Regions from separate parts of the Neogale vison genome. Here region 1 is linked to region 2. A link is a contact called in public Hi-C data. All regions are on one chromosome and are shown on one strand. Each heading gives the region's core, a stretch centred on a gene start, on an enhancer-like site or on the middle of the called end of the contact. The rest is flanking DNA. Distances are from core to core; before and after follow the strand shown.

What was found. A called contact is a pair of places that touch in the nucleus more often than the background predicts.
Region 1: a contact with region 2 is called in a Hi-C map of fibroblasts, with 7 times the contacts expected there. The contact joins the promoter of GHR here to the promoter of CCDC152 in region 2. A contact is called at or near these places in 2 of 3 Hi-C or Micro-C datasets (fibroblasts and muscle).

The regions. Positions count from the first base shown.
Region 1 is chr1:283,551,303-283,554,823 of ASM_NN_V1, forward strand. GHR (growth hormone receptor) reads right to left here and starts at 1,880. Exons shown (of 10, transcript XM_044232381.1): 1 at 1,772-1,880.
Region 2 is chr1:283,268,489-283,271,967 of ASM_NN_V1, forward strand. CCDC152 (coiled-coil domain-containing protein 152) reads right to left here and starts at 1,676. Exons shown (of 12, transcript XM_044232365.1): 1 at 1,598-1,676; 2 at 1,411-1,595; 3 at 1,277-1,409; 4 at 1,226-1,274. The coding sequence starts at 1,676.

The DNA.
Region 1 (3,521 bases), core at 630-3,129, 280 kb after region 2:
CTATAAATAACCAGAGACCCCTTGGAATCTAATATGGGAGCACCAAGTTCTTCTCAAAAGGAAACAGCATCCCCAATCACAGAAAAGACGGAACCAACAATCCTGTATACTAAATCATTTTATTTTGCTTCTATCCAGCATTTTAATTTCTGGAAAATATTTCACACTAATTACCTCCAAGGTCTATATACCTTGGCACCCCCAGAAAAAAGGACTTGCAGGGTGACCCAGGTGGAAACTAGCCTAGAACACCAATTGCCCACGGCACAGCTGCCACAACATGTATGGAGAAAGGTGAGTGCCTTTCCAGGCACACGTGCCAGGGATTATAAAGGTAAACACCCCAGAGACCATCTAGTTTCTGGACTGTGCACAGCGCCACCTCGGGAATCTCAGACCTGCAGCTCCAACTTGGATCTGGACCTCCAGGGTTCTGTACCTACACATACACCCATGTCATAAAACCGTCGTCCTCGATCCCAAGTCTCAGGAGAGTTCCAGGAACCTCCACCTCCAGCCCGCAGCTCCTCAAAGGCAAGGGGTTTAGTGTTTTCAGAGTCCGTGGTATTTAAATCCTTTGCAGGACTCCTGCAACTTCCCAACCCTCTGGCCTCCCGTTACCTTTCCCTGTCCCTTCCAAGGTCTCCAGGCTGCACAAACGGGCGGGCGGCACCTCTCTGGCCTCCTCCTCCCGTCCACCTCCTCCCTGCACACCCTACTGGCTCAGGCGCCGACACGCCTCCCCAGGAGCACACACACGCGCGCGCGCGCGCGCACACACACACACACACACACACACACAGCGCTCACGTACACCCGTACAGCGCACACACCCGGAGCCAGGTTAACAAATCCCGCAGCCACGCCGGAGGAGGCGTCCCCACTCGGGTTATAAACAAAGCACTCACCCCAAAATAGACTCCCCCACGCACCCGCGAGTGGGTGACCCTGCCCGGCACCCTGCGCACGCCGCCAGCACCCTCTCCCCAGACGCGCGGCTCCCCCACTCACCCGCAGCTCTCATGCCTCGGGCAGCTCTGTCCAAACTTTGAGCCTGGTTGATTTCATAGCCACGACTGTGTCCGGGGCTGAGGGTGCTCGGCTCGCCACGCCGTCTCTACCCACTCCAGCTCCCGGGGACCGGTGGCCGCGACTCTACTAACCCCAGTTCCGCCGGTGCCAAAGCGTGACTGCAGTCTGCACAAACGCTCAGAGGGCGGTGCGCTTTGGGGAGGAGCGCGCGGTATCGACGCGCACAGCCGAACGACCTCCCCTCTCCTCCGGCCGCGCCGCCAGGGACCTCTCCTCGCTCGCCGGCCGCAGCCTCAGCCGTTCCTGCCCCAGCCCGGCTGACGTGGTCAAAGAGCAGCACTCGCAAAACTTTTAGGACTTTAACAATACTGGCTTCAGAGGAAGCCCCTCCAGGCACCGCAAACACTGGTCACAGCAGGCGCCAGCGTGGGATGGTTCGCCTATCGCCCCCAACTCCCTGACGCCCACCACCAAGGTACACACACACACACACACGCGCGCGCGCGCGCATCCATAGCGTGGATCGGGTTACAACAACCCGCCCGCAAACAACTTCTTCGCGAGGAGGAGGAAAGCATAACCAACCTCCAAGTCCCCCGGGGGAAAAAAAAAAGATTCCTGTTAAATACATAAGCCAGAGCCCCACTTTCATAAACAACTGGTCCACTCCCAGGGCCCCAGGCACAAAAGGGGGAAAAGAAGAACACGACTCCCTGAGGGCCCTACCCCGCTCCAGTACCTCCGAGTCTCGCCTCCGGATAGAGAGCGCGGGATCGCTGCCGCGCTGGGGCCGAGGGCGCGGGGGCCTCCGGCCTGCGCGGCCCCAGCCCGGAGTCCCCGCCGCCGCCTCGGCTCAGCAGCAGCCGCCGCCGCCGCCGCCGCTCCAGCCGCCGCCGCCGCCGCTCCCTAGACCGCCTCCTCTTCCCATGGCTGCGCCCTGCTTGGCAGCTCGCGGGCTGTCAGGCTTGGGGAGGAGGAGGGGGCGGGGTGAAACGGGAAAGGAGGACGGGAGGGGATGGGTGGGAAACGGCGGCCGCCGCTCACCAGGGGTCACGCCGGGCCCGGCCCGCCGCCCCCGCGACCCGGGCTGCAGCGGCGAGGGGAAGCGGGAGTTCGGGGCGACGGGTTCGAGAGCCGCTGCGGAGGCGCGGAGCGCGGTCCGGGCCAGGCATTCCGAGGAGCTGGGATGAAGCGTTCCCCGCCAAGGAGTTGGAGTTGGTGCGTGTCACTCTCTTCTGGGCCGCGCGGCTCCTCCTAGAGGAAAGTATTGGTCGTTGCAGGACGCTTCCTTCCTCTCCGCCCACCGCTGTTCCCAAAAAGAAGGCAGGACCTAAAAGAGCATTAAGTGCAGCCAACAAATGCAAAGGAGCGCTTCAAGTTAGCTCTCTGCCGGAATGGGGGGAAAAGCGAGCCGGATAGCTTGGAAGGCGTGATTAGCCAACTGAACTTGCCTCTCTCCACCTGCAACCGCTTTCCAAACGCGTGCTCCCTGGGTGGAAAGATAGTTAAAAGTAGGGAGGGTAGAAAAGAGAGATGTAATTTGCCGGAAAACCCGAGGCATCTGAGCAGAGACGTTATGTCCCAAAGCCAGAGCGCTAAGGTGCAGGGTGTCCGGACACAGGCCTCAGCCGGAGGACTGGCCCTGTGTTTAACTGTCCTGCGCAGGGCACAGCTCATCTGTCAAACCCGAGCCTGTCCCCCTCATTGCACTGTACGGAAATAAAGTGAGAGGAGAAGCGCTCAGAGTGTTTCAGAAAGTTACTGTCGTTGTGCAGAAGCGTGTCATGTGGTAAAGACTCCCACTCCCAGGCACCTCTTGCTTTTCTCAGCAGAAAGTACAAAAGTCCAGTTCCAGCTTGTGGTCTGAAGGACCAGCCAGTCATGCTATCTTTTTACTATTTACTTTACTCCTGACAGCCAGTTGTAATGCCATTTATCTAACAGCTTCTAACAGCTTCGGCTTACTAAATGACTTTTTTTTTATTGTTGTTATTACAGGGCTCCCAGACACAAAGCCAAGTTTATAACCAGAGAGAAATGTTTAATCTAAAGAAACTTAAGATTTTTAGCCCTGGAATAAAAGATGCCCGGGGTGTGGAGAGGAGCACATGTGAATGGTTCTCGGCAAGGAGTCAGGAAGGAGCACAGCTGAAGATGGGGGGCAGCAGATGTCACAGAAGAGACTCCTATTTTTTTAATTTTTAAAAAAGATTTTATTTACTTATTTTCTGGGAAAGCGCACACGCCCAACCAGGGGGAGCAGCAGGCAGAGGGAGAAGCTGGCTCCCCTCTGAGAAAGGAGCCCAATGTAGGACTCCCAGGATCCTGGAATCATGACCTGAGCCCAAGGCAGATGCTTAACTGACTGAGCCACCCAGGTATCCCAAGATACTCCTATCTTTAAAGGAATCAAAGAAGCGGAAAATTCTGTTCCTTGAAATCCTTTCTGAGTCTCAGCTGTGGCTCAACAACCTAATTGTTCTAGGCAA
Region 2 (3,479 bases), core at 426-2,925:
GGCAGCAGCAGCTAGTCCAAAGTAAAAGGTAAGTAAATTCCTAAAGTAATTACCTACAGTAATTTTAGGGGTCATATTCTTGTTTAAAATGAGGTCCCTCAAAACAGGCGTTGCTCTAAAATTTGTTACATCGCAAAGAAATCCTATTTCCTTTCTCTTTTTGATATTATATGTCATTAACAACTATTAGTGGTGGGACGCCTGGGTGGCTCAGTTGGTTGGACGGCTGCCTTCGGCTCAGGGCGTGATCCTGGAGTCCCGGGATCGAGTCCCACATCGGGCTCCCAGCTCCATGGGGAGTCTGCTTCGCTCTCTGACCTTCTCCTCGCTCATGCTCTCTCTCACTGTCTCTCTCTCTCAAATAAATAAATAAAGTCTTTAAAAAAAAAAAAACTATTAGTGGTTTTTAAGGGAGAGAATTTTAGCTATATATTTTCAGTTTATTAAATTATTATCCTTCATCACATTTTCAAGTAAAACTACAAAATCCCTTCGGAAGCTACAACGTGGTCTTTAAAGCAGAGGAATAATTGTAATAGCATCCCATAAATCCAGCAAAATTCTTTTTGGGGTAAAATTTAAAAATCACTATTTGATAAACTGTTATTCTTTAACAGAACTACAGGATAATTTGAAGTAATTAATGCAAAATTTTCCCTCCCATCTTTTTTTTTTTTTCTTTTTGGTTCCTAACATTTTAAATAAAAAAGGTTTTTACTTCGGTTCTGTCTCAGATCCCAGTTCTTGAATTAAACTCATTTTAATTTCAGCTTGATTATCTCCCAACTCCTCCGCTCTGATGCGACTCTTGGAGTGTTTTTCTTTATAAAACCATCGCCCATATTCATGCTCTTCCTCGTGGGGGTTTGTCACACGGGCTGAAAAGCCACCGGGTGCATTTCGGGTGCATTTCGAGGTGTCTTCAGAGCCTCCCCCCCCCCTCCAATTTCCTCGACCTTTCTCTGCAGTGGATGCGGCCTTCTTGCCCCTGAAACGAGGTGACAAGCTGGTGATTCCGTGCCCGTCACATTCTTTGGTGAGAAGTAGAGACTGACTTGTGAGCTCCGCGGCCCAGCGTCAAACATCCCCTCAGGTGGGTGACAGCCCCACTTTCTGCCCCGCCCTCCACCCCACCCCCCTGCCGACTAGCGTGGGGCCTCCCGGTCCCCCTTCCCTCACGGGGCTCTGAGGGGCCTGTGCTCCGCCCAGAGGACGGGCTCCGAACCTCCTCTTCTCCCCGCCCCGCAGCCCTCCTTGAATTCGTTCAGTCGCAGCCCGGGGCGCCGCTCCCTCCACCCGCGTCCCGGGGGCCAGAGGAGCCCAGCTCGACGGCGGGCTGCGTACCTCCGGGCCGCGGAGAGTCGCTGGGTCAAAACGCTGCCCGGGGCTGGGAGACTGTGAGGGGGTTGGAGAAAAGAATTTCCGAGGGAAACGTGGGAATTTCGAACCCACCGACCAAAAGCCTGGAGCGTACTTGCCTCGGCTCACAGGTCCCCCAAGTTTCCCACGCCTCCTCCTCCTCCTCCGCGTGCAGGTCCGCCCCGCACGGCTGTCCCCTCCCCGGAAGTCCGTTCCCGCAGCAACGGGCCCGCCCCCTCCTGGCCCCACCTGCGCCTCCACCCGCGTTCCACCTCCTCTCCGGGCTTGCCTCCTTGGTCCTCGCTCGCCTCAAGCATCTGGCGCGTGCCGCTAAGTTGTTTCCTCTAGTTTCTAGGACAGGACTCGACACCCAGTGGCTGCCAGATCCATAATTATTTCGCCATCAAAGAATAAATCACATTGGCTTTAAGTTGACCAGTGAGTCAGCGCTGTTGAATCAATAAATAATAAACTATATTTATTCGAGAAAACTTACAAAATAGGCTTATGAGGTACCCGAGGCTGTGCTAGGTGATGGAGATGCGGTCCAGGGTTGGCGATGGATCTGCTCTCCCACCTGCAAAGCTTTATCTTGGTAAATTAATGGTTAGGGGCATAGACTCTGTGTGGATTCCAGCCCCAAACTCTTGTTTATCAGCCGGGTGATCCTGGGCCAGTTTTTAAGTATACCTGCCTCCAATCCGTAAAATAGACATTAAATAATAATGCCTACCTCCTGGGGCTGTTGCAGCAATTAAAGGAAAGGATGCATTTTAAAAGAGCTTAATGCAGTTCTTGGCATAAAGTAAGTATTCAAAATTAATTAGTATAATCTAAAAATTTTGGTCAAAAGCAGTTTGAAATGGTATCCACTGCCAACTTTGCCCCCTCCCCCCTTTTTTAAGATTTTATTTATTTATCTGACAGAGAGCGAGTGAGCCCAGGCTGGGGGAGTGGCAGAGGGAAAAGCAGGCTCCACACTGAGCGGGGAGCCCAATGTGGGGGCTCCATCCCAGGATTGTGAGATCATGACCTGAGCTGAAGGCAGATGCTTAACCAACTGGGCCACCCAGGTGCCCCCCTATCTACTTTTTTTTTTAGTAGGAAATGAGAGATAGGTTTTCACTAAGTTCATTTTCTATGAAAACCAAAATTTGGCAAGCAGATACATGTAGACTATAATAGGATAATCCATACTTCCTTCGTTATCTGAAAAGCAGTATAGCATGGTGGCAAGAGAACTAGGTCAAAGGAGGAAATGGGAGATGGAGTCCTCTCTCTGTAGTTAGTAATCTGGGAAGGTTGATTCATCTTAGCAATCACCTTCTTCCCTTTAATTTTAAAATAAGAGCAGTGGACTAAATAACAAAGCTAAAATTTTAGGATTTAAAACTGTTAATGATAAAACATTGCTCATCAAAATGTTTTTTAAAATGTCATTTTCTCGTGTTTTTTAGCTCATTAATTGCACATAAAATATATATTATTTATATGTATGTTATCTATTCATATATGTGTTTATATATATATATGTTAAATTTTTTTTTTTAACTTCTGACTACTCGGTAAGCTTTCCTTGATATTAGCAACACAGACATATTAAAAGTGGCCTTTTCAATTGTTGGTTCTATCCAATTAGAAGATTTAAATGTTCCATGTAACCCATATCATAATGCTTTTTGAAACAAGCCCACTTTAAGGCCCATCTAAAATGCTACCTTTTCCATAAGGCATTCACTGATCATAGCAGCTGTGACCTACCTTTCCTTGCTCTGTGTTCCTATTACACTTTGGACCATGCTGGCCTTATTGTGGCTTTTATTAGGATCGTCTGAATTGCTATCTTTCCTGCTGTTTGGTCAGCTCCTTGGGGGAAGAAACTTTATTTTACATATATATGTATATATATTTCTCCATAGTGTCTAGCATAGTCATAGTAAGTAGAAATGAACACACTAGAAGTCAGAAAAATTTAACTTGATTTTTCTAGTTTGAAATGAGTCATAAGCTTCTCTTCTAGTTTATAGATACTAGCTTTTTCCTACAGTCTAGTGAGTCCAAAATAGGTCTGTCATTGAGAAACTATATGAGCTTCCCCTGATTTCATTTTGAAAAGGGAA